Linked DNA regions of Mus musculus: region 1 is linked to region 2. A link is a contact called in public HiChIP or PLAC-seq data. All regions are on one chromosome and are shown on one strand. Each heading gives the region's core, a stretch centred on a gene start, on an enhancer-like site or on the middle of the called end of the contact. The rest is flanking DNA. Distances are from core to core; before and after follow the strand shown.

Region 1 (6,419 bases), core at 946-3,445, 160 kb after region 2:
CTTTAACTTTGTTCAGGATTCTAGAAGGTTCTTCCATGGTCTTTATTCTGAGGACTTAATGATAAGCAGGGCTGGTTTGGTGCTGGAACAGAAAGTTGCAGGCTGCTCTGGAGGAAAAGGCCGTTATGAGTGGGTCTTCGTGGTGGGTAAGCAGTTCCCTGAGGCCTGGGAAGGAGCATGCCCTCCGGGCTTCATATAGCCAGGACCAGAGGTCTGCAGGCCAGGGATTCTCAGGGTGGATGTCTGCACAGGCTCAGCTCTAACAGCAACCCATCAGACTGGCAGCAGCTGGCTCTGCTAGCAGCTGGTCTGACTGCCAAGATCTCTCTTTGATTCACATTTTCCACATTGAAAGATGTTTTGAAAACCTTGACCTTCAATTCATCACATGTCCCTTATTAAATTGTAAGTCACATCCAGCCAGTTAATGAAAAGACAATGGGCGGGTGACGCAGTACAAGGCATCTTGGCAGGAGCTCACCAAAGCGCTCTAGCCACAGAAGACCTGACCTAGTGATACCCCTGTTCCAGGGCAGACAGCGTGTCACAACTATGAAGGGCTGGGCTTGAGAGAGTGGCAAGGCTGCAGTAAGGCTGGAGAAGCGGGGACATGCTGAACATTCAGCAGGGCCCAGGCAGGTAGACGGGAACCCGACTTAAAAGAGGCAGAGCCCACCGGGGGAGGTGGGGAGGAGTCACACGTTTGACTGGAAGAGAAGCAAGTGGTAGATGTGTGAGGGGGTCAGTGTGGCAGGGGCTTCTTAGACGCGGGCATGTAGACAAATGTGAGTTGGAGGGAAGAGATGGCATTGTGACATTGTAATGTCTGTCCCCAGTGAGTACTGTGAGGTGGGAGGGCAGTGAGAGATGGAATAGACAGCTGAGGTGGACCTTCACATGCTGGTCACTTGGTGGGAGCCACAGAAGGTTCTAGAACAGATGTCATTCTGAGGAAGGTAGGAGCAGCTGCGTGGAGAAACACGTAGGCGCAGAAGAAAGTAGCTGAAGGCCTGGTGGCATGGGTAGGCCCAGTTTCAAAGATGGCAGAGGGTGTGCTCTCCCTTCTAGGCCGACTGTCCGTCACCTTGCCTCGTTCATGGAGGCGGGGCAGAGAACTAAGACTGAGTTCTAGCTTGCCTCCTTGGCCTCACTCCTCACTACCTCCACTTACCAACGGAAGCAGCGTTCTGCCTCCCTCAGGGGTGTGGCAAGAGTGAATGAAGCACTGCACATAGAGAATGTTAGGAGAGTACTGGGTGTGCAGACAGCTCTAGGTGAGTGTCACCAAGGGCCAGAGAGCCTACATGGGGACACCCTAGCTGGGGAACTTAAAAGTATTGGAGTCCCCCGTGGGCCAGTAGACTTTAGGGCCATGTTGACATATGTCCATGCCCATTCACACTCTCTGTGTTGACTCTTGCACTGGTGAGCAAGGGAGCCTGTGGGGCTTCAGTTTGCTCATTGTGAAAGGGGATGGAGGCCAGTGCCTGGTTCACGGCACTGTTGCAGAGATGAAGTGGCCTGCTTGATGCTGGAGAAGGACTTAGCGATGGGCATGGCTGGGGTCAGTCCTCATTCACATCCAGGTTGTTGCCACTTCCATAGTAGAAGCATCATTTCCTGTCCAGTGCTTTCAGGAAGATGCCTCTCCTCTCTTCCTGTCACTTCCCTGTAGAGACTCTGGACCGGAGACTCCTCTCCTCCCCCAGCCCCAATGAGTCTTGAAGACTTGGCCAGACTTGTGTGTAGTAGGGAATGGTCCCAGCCTGGGCTCCACCCCTTGCTGGCCGTGGGAAGTTGTGTCGGTCTGTCATCACTGTGGCACTGCCTTCTCATCTGTAACATTGGGCTGATAATCCACACATTGTGTGAGGGCAAAGCTGTGTGGCACACATGAACTACTGCGTGTGCCATCTCCGGGGCCAGAAGCCTCTTGTAGCATCCTCTTAGGCAGAAGAGGATCCTGGTTCACAGAAGAGTCGCAGGTTCAAGGACAGTATCCCAGGATCTTGAGCACAGAGTGGGCTGGAGGCATCTCAGCTAAGTATTCCAGGGTCGTGGTATGTGACAGTGTCAACCCAGCCCAGACGCAGGAACAGCTGTCCACCCTGGCCAGCCAGTGTGCACACTGGTCAAAGTTTGTTATCTTAGCCTTTTTAACACCCTGCGAATATGGGAGCAGCAATCCCTACTGTCCAAGGGTCGAAGCTGTTGCAGGCTAGGCATGTGGTGAGAAAGCCCTGACAGGGCATTTGTCAGTAGCCTGTGGGACATACCCAGGAAGTCTGTTTGTGGTCCTCTTCTCCATACCTTTCCTTATAGCTTCTTAGGCTGCAGGGCTGGGAGGCAGTGTGTGGCCTACATAGAAGACTCTGCACCACACCAGAGAATTAGCATGGCCGACCCTAAGTTCTTCTCTCTGCCCTGCATCCCCTCTATACCCCTGCTAGGGTCACAGCGGGGCCGATCCCTGTAAATACCAGTCCGCTTACATGTGCATTTTTCCTCTGTGATCTTCCTGTTTTGATGAGACACTGCCTTTGGCCGCACGGGTTCCCTAGGGGACTGCGGTCCTGAGGCCCAGCCCTAGCCAGTCATTCAGGAATTCTGCTTCCTGGCGCCCCACACCCTGCACATTCCACCAGGGCTAGCGCCTCCTGCTCTGCGTGAATGGGGTCTGCCTTCCCCATTCCCACGGTTCCCATGGCCACTTCCTTATCACCCTCTCCAGCTGACTGAAAAAGGCCACATTCCAGGGCAAAATTAGACTCACCCTCCCTTTCTGTTTTCCTCCAGCGGGCAGGAGAGTTTGCTAGAGTAGACTGGCGCTGGAGCCCACGGGTACAGGGAACAGACTTGCTGCTTGGCGTGTCCCCTGAATCTATCACTTCGTTTCTTGGATCATTTGAGGAATGCACTGGGCTTCTGCTGTATGCCAAGAAAAGCCCCAGGGACTGGGCTTACAAACAGTGGGGTTGTACAGTGTAGCATGGGTACGGGCCGACAGCTGCTGGGCTTGGGGGTTGAGCTGTTTTCATTTGCTCCATATTCTAGATTCAGCTGATGCCTCCATGTTGCTTCTAAGGCGTCATTTGATGGCGTTTCAAGGTGTCTGCTTGTTCGTGCCGTGCTGGGGATGGAACCCAGAGCCTTTGCATGTGTGCTCTACGGCTGAGCTGCATCTCCAGAGGGCAGAATGGGGGTTACTTTAAGAGCCCCCCTTCTTTCTAGCCGAGGCAGCACAGAGCCGCACCTGAGCGCCGATGCTATGTTCTTCAAATGCCCCATGCTTAGAACCACAGGCCAGGTAAACCTCGGGGCAGAACTTACCCAATCTGTTAGAGCCACAAGAGGTGACACCTGGCAGCATCTGACAAACCCAGGCTGGGACCTTCTAAAAACTACCAGTGAAACCAGGGGAGGGGACAGACTGCAGCAGTCTGAAGGGTGCCCTTCAGAGGCCTCCTCCACTCAGGAAATCCCTTGATTCCTGGCTTCACTGCGGAGAAGAATTTCATGATGATTCAACATGAAGAGAATTGGAGTTCACGAGGGGTTTTTTTTTTTTTTTTTTTTTTTTTTTTTTAAAGATTTATTTTATTATTAATATATGTAAGTACACTGTAGCTGTCTTCAGACACTCCAGAAGAGGGAGTCAGATCTTGTTGCGGATGGTTGTGAGCCACCATGTGGTTGCTGGGATTTGAACTCTGGACCTTCGGAAGAGCAGTCGGGTGCTCTTACCCACTGAGCCATCTCACCAGCCCACGAGGGGGGTTTTAATGTTAGTTTTTGGCCCAAGTACTAAGGGGAAATGAGGTGTTTGGGAAGAGAGTAAGACACCAGAGAGCCTGGGTGTGGGCTTCTCTGAGGGCCACACGCCTTTGTCTTTACAATGGACAGGTACAGGATTATGGTGGATTTAAAAGATAATATCTTCAAAGGGTTTGTTATCTGCTAAGAACCCGAGTGAGATCTCTGGGTAGTCCTGAAGGGCACCTGACAGGGTCGCACTTGAGACGGTGGGTCACAGGCAGTTGGAGATCCCCACTGTCAGCAATGTTAATAGTCCTGCTTAGGAGAGTCACAGATGATGTCCAGTTCATTACCATTTTAACAATATCTCTATATGGGTAAATTATAAAGTATCTATCTCATTTACAGTCATCTTTTACTTATTGTAGGTCTATCATCCATACATCCATCCATCCATCCATCCATCCATCCATCCATCTATCTACCTATCTATCTATCTATCTATCTATCTATCTATCTATCTATCTACTGTCAACCATCTGTCTAGTCTGGCTTCTCAGCCACTTAGAGGCTCCATGGAGACTTCAGAGTCAGGGGCCCTTTTTCATTTCTCACATCTCTATGATTTCCTTGTCTTTCCTACTGCAGAAAGTTGAGGACCAGTCACAGACCTGGGGGGGGGGGGCTCCAACAACTGAATGCAGTGTGGTACCTGAGCCCAGCAGAAAGACAAGAGAGCCAAACCCTGAGAAAGTTGGTGGCCTAGTTGATGGGATCATGTCAAGTTTCTTAGTTTTGAGAATTTCAGTTACATGAGATGTTAGCATCTCATCCAGGAAGCTGGTGGGAACCTGCAGTCATGTTTATCCTCTGGAGATAGAAATAGTCAGCCAGGCGTGGTGGTGCACGCCTTTAATCCCAGCACTCAGGAGGCAGAGGCAGGCGGATTTCTGAATTTGAGGCCAGCCTCATCTACAACATGAGTTCCAGGACAGCCAGGGCTACACAGAGAAACCCTGTCTCGAAAAACCAAAACCAAACCAAACCAAAACAAAACAAAAAGTCTAAAGTGCAAAGTTTATGCTGAATTTCTTTCCATCCATAAAAAGAAGAAAAGAGAAGAGCAAGAGGAGAAAATGTGAGGGGCCTAGTGGCTTGTCATCCCAGCTATTTTGGAGCTGAGGCAAGATGATCACAAGTTCAAGACCTGTCTGGTGCACTTAGGGAGAGACTATCTCTGGAGGAGGGGGAGGGGGAGGAGGAGGAGGAGGAGGGGGAGAGGAAGAGGAGGAGGAAGAGGAGGAAGAAGAGGAGGAAGAGGAGGAGAAAAGGAAAAGAAAAAGAAAAAGAAAAAAGAGGGCTGGCAGTCTGTCTCCGTGGTAGAGCTTGTTCGCAATGGGCCCTCTGAACCTACAGGCTGTACATTCACAGATTCAGATAACCATGGGAAATACTCAGAAAATCATGTCTGTCTTTACTGTGTATAGATTTCCCTGTATGGTTCTTGTTCCTGAACAATGCTGTTTGGTATACTCACCAACAGTGTGTTCTTGGGTAAGTCACTGAGAAGTCATTTCAAGTATATGGAAGGATGTATGAGTTCTCTACCTACCATATACATTCTATACAACACATTTGCGTGTCCCTGGAGTTTCTGAGGAAGGAAGTCCTGAAGCTAGTCCTCCAGGATATCTGGGACAACCGTACATGTTTGGAGAAAGGCTTAGTGGAGGATGGCGTTGGGAAGGTAGACGCTTTCCAAGTGTAAAATTATCTCTGTGACAATTCTCCCCAGCAGGTTAGCTGGCCTTGTTATCTGAGCTAGAGTCAGAGCCTGGCCCCCGGCAGCAACTGACAACCAAGCTTGACCACCATTCTCATTGGTCTCCGTGGAGGTCAGTGTGGCCACATTGGAAAAAGGAACCAATAAGGAGACCCAGCAGCCTCTGTTGAGGGCTCCTGATGGGAGATTTAGGTTTAAACAGAAGGCCAGAGTCCCCATCAAAGTGTGCCCCGCTCTTCTTCCTCTGGGCTGCAGGCTCTCCTGCTAGGTGGACAAGTTGGGACTCTGGAATGTCTTTCTGGCTGGTACCAGGCTCCATGCAGCCTTCTCCAGCATGAGGTTCCTGGGGGAGATTCCAATTCCTTGAGCTATATGGACTCAATATTCCGATAGCCGAAGAGAGGGACACATGTGTCTCTTTGGAATGTATTCACTCTTGCCAGGAATAGCGTTTCCTAATGGGGGTCTGGGCCGCCCCTCCCGAGAGGGGGAGTATGCCCCTTGCTGGTGTCACTGGCTCCCAGCTAGGAAACGGGGCTTGTCCTATGATCCTTTCCAGTGTGGCCCACACAGCAGCCACTCTTGGCACCCTCACAGTGTTTGCTGCGTCTGTCACACATCCACCACCCTATGCACACAGCATATTTTACTTGAGTAGTCTTCGTTTTTTTAGAAGCTCAAATGGATGGATTTTCAAAGGCAAACATTGATGTCATCCCCACAAGTGGAAAACAGTCCTCACCAGTGAATCCCCGGCATCCTTAAGTGAGCAGGGAGAAGGCTTGAGCGGGGAGAAGGCTTGAGCGGGGATTATTGAGGTTGTGGGTTGGAGGTAGCTCCGAGGTAGAGTGCTTGCCTGGTGTGTGTGAAGTCTTGGATT
Region 2 (6,510 bases), core at 1,283-3,782:
TGATGAATACAGCCCTTGGGGACAGAGGCCACTTGGCTGCAGGGGAGGTGAGGGCAGAGCCTGGAGCCCAGACCTTAGGCTAAGGCCACACTGCACCCCAGATCCTCAGCGGGAAGCAGGAACATGAGGGGCAGCTCCCAGGAAGGCAGGGTCAATTGAGTAGGGTCTGGTAAGCAAGACAGAAGACCATCATGGCTGTCACTCGGGAAAGAAGTTCCCAGCCTTGCCTCTGGGGGCCATAAGGACTGGCTGGCAGGTGGCTGGGTCAGTCTCAACCTCAGATCCAGGGCTAGATTGGAAGGTTCCCTTCAGGCACATGGACATTGGTCTCAGGCTCTCAGGCCCTTTCCAGAGCACCTGCTATTGATAGGGCAGTTGGCACACTCATCTGGGACAGGGACCATAGCCTGGTCTTGGGGAGTCAGGTTCTAGTGGGTGACACCAGGCAAGACACAGTAGTGATGGTGAGTGGCAAGAGAGACCTGAAGATGAGTCAGGGAGTGCTTCCTGGAGGAGATGTACTCCATCCTGGGGAAAAGTGACTTTGAAGGCAGAGGGCTCAAGGTCAAAGACCCCAGGTTGGGGGAGAAGACAGGAGCAGAACTGCGGAGGTCTGGGGCCGGTACTAACTGGGTGACTTGTGGGGAGGGATGTGATAGTTGAAGGATTTTACAGACCGAGTGCAATCTACTCCCTAGCTTCCCCACCAGGGCCAGGTCAGACTGTTTCATCCTCCCTGGGTGGAAAGGGAAGAGCCTGTACTTCCTGTCTGTATTTAGTGCTGTGCTCTGGGGGTGTAAAACAGAAGCCTAGAGGCAGACAGTGGGAGCAGAGGCTCAGGCACAAGACCAGGAAACAGACTCAGAGCAGTAATAAAACCTGCCCTGGGTTAGGTGGCTGAGAAGAGTCAGGTGAGCCACCCAACCTCAGGCCTGCCCTCAGGAACCTTTGTCCATCATCAAGTGGATGCCCCTTGTCCCCACCCTAAGCATCCTGGGACTTTCCTTCTCTGTCATCTGAAGGTGACTCATCTGTATCCCGCTTGCCTATAGCAAAACATCCCCTCCCAGCACCCTGGGCTCTGCATCCACAAAGGTGGGTGTGGCTCCGCACTGGCCTCTTTCAGAGTGCATGTGCCTGCCCAATGGAACCTGCATACCCACACCACAGCCGGCACCACAGGCCCACTTTTGCTAACCCGAGCTCAGTGGGCAAAGCTGACAGGCTGGATGTCAGGCAGGAACATCCTGTCCCCACTCTGGCTGTCATGGACGGTGTCGGCCAGGGTCCTAGATTATCTACCTACATCTGTGCTCTGCATCCCCTTCAGCCAGTTGGGTAGCATGATCTTCCAAGCCACACCCTCTCCTGGCACACTGAGGCGATGATACCATCCAGGTGTGCCTAGCTCTGGACCAAAAAAGTGTTCATGTTGTGCCTTAGAGTCATGAATTCACCCAGCCAGCCGACTGCTCCACCGTGAGCCCGGATCAGGTGTTCTCAGAGGAGTCAGACACAGGGTAATAATAACTGCTAACGTACAGCAGCCTGTGTGAGCCAAACACTATCCTAAGGCAGCAGCTTGTTTAAGCCTCAGCACAGGCCCTAATAGCCACTGCTGTTAGCCACATGTAACTGGTGGGAGACTGCTACAAAGAGAAACAGTCTCTTACCCTGGGGCACACAGTTTCTGCACGTTGGAGGGCAGGAATGGTCCTGAGGACTGCTGGGTTGAAGAGGGTGCCCCCTGCAGGTTAACTCAGTTAACAGTTCTGCATTCTTTGCTTGGTTGTCCTGAATCCCACCTGCAGGCATGGAAAGTTGAGCACGCTCCTGGTGGGCTCACCATGGGTTTCTGCCTGAGAAGCCACCATATCTGGAGTATATATCCCAGCCTTTGCCAAAGCCAGTCAGAGGATAGGCACTGTCCTGGGGCTTTCTGGGCAGTGCAGCTGGGAAGAGACACAGGCCATCCCATTGGAAATGTCCCCCATTAGCAGCTGGGGCCTCCAGGACCTGTGAACTACTTTCAGACATGATATGCAGGGCAGTGTGGGCAGAGGTCTGCTGTGTCGAGAGAAACAGATTTTAGTGCTGAAGGACTTCCACAAGTCAAGGCCCCTGGTGCAAGGGTGAGGGAATGAATGCCTGTGTCTGGAGTGGCTTGCCATAGCCATATGTCACATATATCCTCGGAGGACAGTCTGTTCTGGGATCTTGGGATAGGGTGCCCCGGTGAGCCAGGAATGCTTTCTATGGCTCTCTGACCCTTGCATTTATGTCCCCTTAATGGTCTGTAGGAGTTAGACCCGTTTTACAGATCAGGACAGTGAGGTGATGGGAAGCCACCCTCTCCAGCTAATCCAGCCAACCTCTATGCGGCTCAGCTCAATGGCAGGTGTTTGTGAACAGCCGCCAAGCACCCTAATCCTTCCTCATTCCTTCTCACGGGGACTCCGCTGGCCTAGTAGCACCCTACCTCAGACCTTGCCTCCCACTGGTAGGAAAAGCTCTTTAATGAGTAAGCCATTTGGGGAAGTGGATAGGTGGGGGCATCTGGCTGTGGGCTGGCAGAGGGCCCAGGGCATTTTGTTTGCACCCTCAACACCACCCAGTTTATACCACAGTTATGGCCCTTAGGCATGTGCTCGCTTCCCCTTGGCCCCCCAGGATGATAGATTTATGGGATGGGTAGGCACACGCTCCACCTTGTGCCTCCAAAGCTGGACTCAGTAACTTTCCACTGGAGACAGCCTCTCCTTGGGCCTCAAGGGAGCTTCCTGTCCTTCAAGGTCCTTGGTGTTCAAGGGCACAAGATGGAGGAGTGGAATTTCCATGTGTCCCGGTTGTGGCATAGGACTCTGTTCCGGAAGATGGGGGCTTTGTTCTCAGAACCAGGGGGCTCTGTGCCTTCTCACTCTATCTCCCTCTTTTTTTGTTTTTTGTTTTGTTTGTTTGCTTGTTTCAAGACAGGGTTTCTATGTATAGCACTGGCTGTCCTGGAACTCACTTTGTAGACCAGGCTGGCCTCGAACTCAGAAATCTGCCTGCCTCTGCCTCCCAAGTGCTGGGATTAAAGGCGTGCACCACCACTGCCTGGCTCTATCTCCCTCTTGACAGATTTGGGCACTGATGTCTGGAGCCGGACCCAAGGTCTTACAACAATTACAATTGGACTTGGCTAGAATTCCAAGAGAGGTATAAGAAAGAGCCCTGGGCTTGGAGGCAGTGCTTAGTGCAAATCTCTGTCCTGCTGCCTGTAAGCTGTGTGTCCTCGGGCAAGCTAGCTCCCCACTCTGAACTCCCCCCCCACCCCTCGCCATCTTTAGGATCAGAGTGACAATGGTACTGCTCTCCTCCAGCTCTGGAAATGAGAGACAGAAGTAAGTTAGACCCCTGCACACAGTAGGACTCCATGTGTGGCCTCTATGCTTAGAGGCAAAGAATCCGCATCCCCAGATTTGTTGAGATGAGGGATTAAGACTAAGTTGCCCTCTCACACCCAACATCTCCTTCCTGTCCCATGGAAACAAGTGTGGGCTTTCGCTCAAGTGTGGTTGACCTGTGCCCTGGCCATGGCTAGACCCTCTCCATCTCTAGACCTCATCTTCCCATCTATGAAATGGGTTTTGACCTATAGATTGGCTGCAGGAAGCCTGAACCCAGTACGAAGGAGGCTCTCACAGGCTCAGCACAGGCCTTCACCTCTTAGGGCAGTAGGCACTATGAGACACTAAAATAGCCAGCCTGCGGTGCAAAACTAAGCACACCCTGGCCTACTATGTGCTAAGCCTCCTCACAGGCCGTGGTCACAGCATCTTGATCCCATTTTAGATGGCTGCTTAGAATCCCACTGTCAGCCCACCTCAGTCAGCCGGGGCTTAGGCAGTTCCTCTGCCTCTCCAAGGTCCTCTTCTTCAGGGGCAGGGCTTGTAGCAGCCACCTCTGTCTCTGGGGTGGTGGGCTTGGGATCGAAGGATCAGCCTTCCAGCAGGTGTCCCTGTAGCTCCATTCAGGGCTGCAGGCCCTCCCTCGGAGCTCCTCCTCCATGGGAGCCCCCCCTCCCCCTCCTCCCAGCCACCTCGTTCCCTTTTCAGATTTTTTGCCTTTGTCCGTCCTGAGTTCCGCCAAATGCTGACCTTCTTTTGAGGCTGTAACCAGCTGATGGATGGTTTCCACTGCTACTCTGCCTGCCCCAGCCAGAGTCCCTTTCCGTGCCAAGTCCACAATGGCCTCACTTACATCTGCAATGCTCTCCTTGCAGGTTGGGGTGTTAGAGAGACCTGGGGTGGACATGCTATGCAGTGTGAGTCTGCGAAGAGGAGTGTGCTAGAGAGCCTGTTTCACTCCTGTTCCATGTCCACCCTTCAAAGTGCTGAGTAGGTCTGTTGGCACAAACACCCAACTCTTAGGAGAACCTGTAGGTGCTCACCTGGCACAAAGCCTCCGCTCAGAGCACCAGGTTGGGGGAGTGGCTGTCTGCAAAGCAAAGAGAGGGAAACACAGGCCTGGGCAGCTCCCGCCCTTATCAGTGAGCAGCTGCCAGGGCTGCCTGGAGAAGAGCCACTGGGGTGGGGGGTGCGGCAGTTGGACTCGATGTTCAAAATCCTGGCTGCCTTTCTCATGCCGCCTTTCTCATGCCTCTTCTATTGGGCCATTTGGACAGGCAGGGAATAAAGGGAGGTTTACAGTTTGCACTTCATTCTTCAGAGAGGTAGATCCATTGGGGGCATTGTCCAGCTTCAAACTCTTAAGCAGCCCCAAGCTTTCTTGACGATCTTTGCCTGGGCTTTAAGACCCTTTATCACACAGCCCTTGGCTCCCCCTGCATCCTCCTGCTCCACTAAAGCTCCCAATGCTGTCTGCTTATTCTCCTCTCCCAGGTTTCCCCGCTGCCCGTTCCCCTGCCTGAACCGCATCTGCCAGTCCTTCTTCTGTCTGACGGACAGCTCCTCTGACCTCCCTGTGCAGTTAGTCTGTGTGTCCTTAGAGCTGCTTTCCGCTCTAAATCTACCTCCTAGGGGGAAGGAGACAGCAGGGGAGCCCTCTCTGGGACTCACTGGGATGCGCACCCCACATCCCACACAGGCCCTGGCGCAGAGTGGATGCTACGGAGCTGTCATGCGGAGGAGGAAGTGATGTGCCGAGGAAGGAATGAGGGACATTCTCTCTGGCCTTCACAGCTCTGAGGTCTTAACCCTGAAGCTAGCTCCCATAGGCTGGCGTTTCCTGGGTCCTTTCCTCAAGAATGAACCTGGCCAAGATGGGGACATACAGTTGGAAGGACAGCCAGATGACACTCTGCCTGGGCTCCCTTCAAAGCCAGAGCAGCTGAGGGGGCAGTTACACTTCATGGGCCCCAGAGAACAGACAAGACTTTCTCCCCAGCAGCCCTCCATGGCTCTTGAGTGTTGATAGCTGTTTGCAGAGCAAAGAAGAGGCAGCCAGTGGCAGTTTCCAGCGCGGGCTGGCTCTCGTCCACCCAGGGTGCTGGCCAGCAAGGCCTGTGAGGCCAAGAACAAAGTCCCCTGTGCGCCTGTTGCTGTGTTTGGCAGGGGAGCCAGGGTGAGTTTGTCGTTTTCTAGCCACTTCAAATCCACCAATGGGAAGGTCTCCTCTGCTGCCAAGGACATCCAAGTCCTTGCCCTTTTGGTATGGCGGGAAGCCTCAGGGTTTTGTGTGTGTGTGTGTGTGTGTGTGTGTGTGTGTGTGTGTGTGTGTTTTCTTATCTCTGAAGCTTGCCACACACACAGGCACATCCCATATTATTTTGTGCTGCCTGCAGAGCTGGTTTGCATGTTGTACCAGAGCAACAATTTCTTGAACCACATATTTCTCGTTCAAGGTCTACAATCTAAGGATGGGTGATCCAAGGGTTCAGGATACCTCTGAAGTGAAAGTCCGATTGTGTGCACGGAGTGTGGGTTGTTTCTGGGGAGAGAAGGCTGTACACTCTTCATTGCTCTCAGTAAGGCCTGTGATTCTACACTGCCCTTTCCCCAAGCATATAACCAGCTGCCCTGAAGATGGGTGGGTTGGAGGAAGGCCCCGAGTCTGGCCTCGTAGCCTCAGTTTCTCTTCCCTGTTGAAAATGAAAGGTAGTGACTCCGCAGGGGTGTTTCCAGCTTCAGGACCGAACTTGGAGACCTGTGTCCAGCACATCTTTGGAGCTCGGCAGGGTTTCCCAACGAAGCCTCTGCTTTTGTTAAAGGTGGACAAGCTCTGCTTCTGGGTGAAGCCAGAATGCCATCATTGCTCCAGCGTTGTGGAAGCTTCCAGCATGCCTGGCAGTGAGTGCCAGCCTGACATAGATCAGAGGGTCAGTGGCCTGAGGATTGGGGAGGATTGGCATAGTACACCTGTGCCCGGCACACGATGACTTAAGAAAAGGCCTCTGTCTGTGGAGGTAGCCATAAGGGTTTGAGGTGGCATTTCCTGGCCTTCTGGAAGAAACTGTGTTCCTAGTACACTGATTAAAGAAAGAGCTAAAGCTGGGCGTGGTGGTGCACG

What was found. HiChIP or PLAC-seq counts read pairs in DNA pulled down with a chosen protein or histone mark.
Region 1: a contact with region 2 is called in an HNF4G HiChIP or PLAC-seq map of pancreatic cancer cells. The contact joins two enhancer-like sites. A contact is called at or near these places in 2 of 115 datasets of contacts at active chromatin or transcription factors (memory CD8 T cells and pancreatic cancer cells) and 2 of 9 other capture datasets (adipose tissue and liver).

The regions. Positions count from the first base shown.
Region 1 is chr17:26,582,081-26,588,499 of GRCm38.p6, forward strand. All of the region lies in intron 1 of Ergic1 (endoplasmic reticulum-golgi intermediate compartment (ERGIC) 1), which reads left to right. Among named protein-coding and RNA genes, the nearest start is that of 1700049J03Rik, 19 kb to the left of the region's middle. Within about 2 kb of position 2,196, at least 170 of the 459 cell types and tissues checked have an H3K27ac peak or open chromatin away from gene starts, as enhancers often do. A contact at or near this core is called in pancreatic cancer cells, where this site is marked.
Region 2 is chr17:26,420,024-26,426,533 of GRCm38.p6, forward strand. All of the region lies in intron 1 of Neurl1b (neuralized E3 ubiquitin protein ligase 1B), which reads left to right. Among named protein-coding and RNA genes, the nearest start is that of Neurl1b, 8.4 kb to the left of the region's middle. Within about 2 kb of position 2,533, at least 59 of the 459 cell types and tissues checked have an H3K27ac peak or open chromatin away from gene starts, as enhancers often do. A contact at or near this core is called in pancreatic cancer cells, where this site is marked.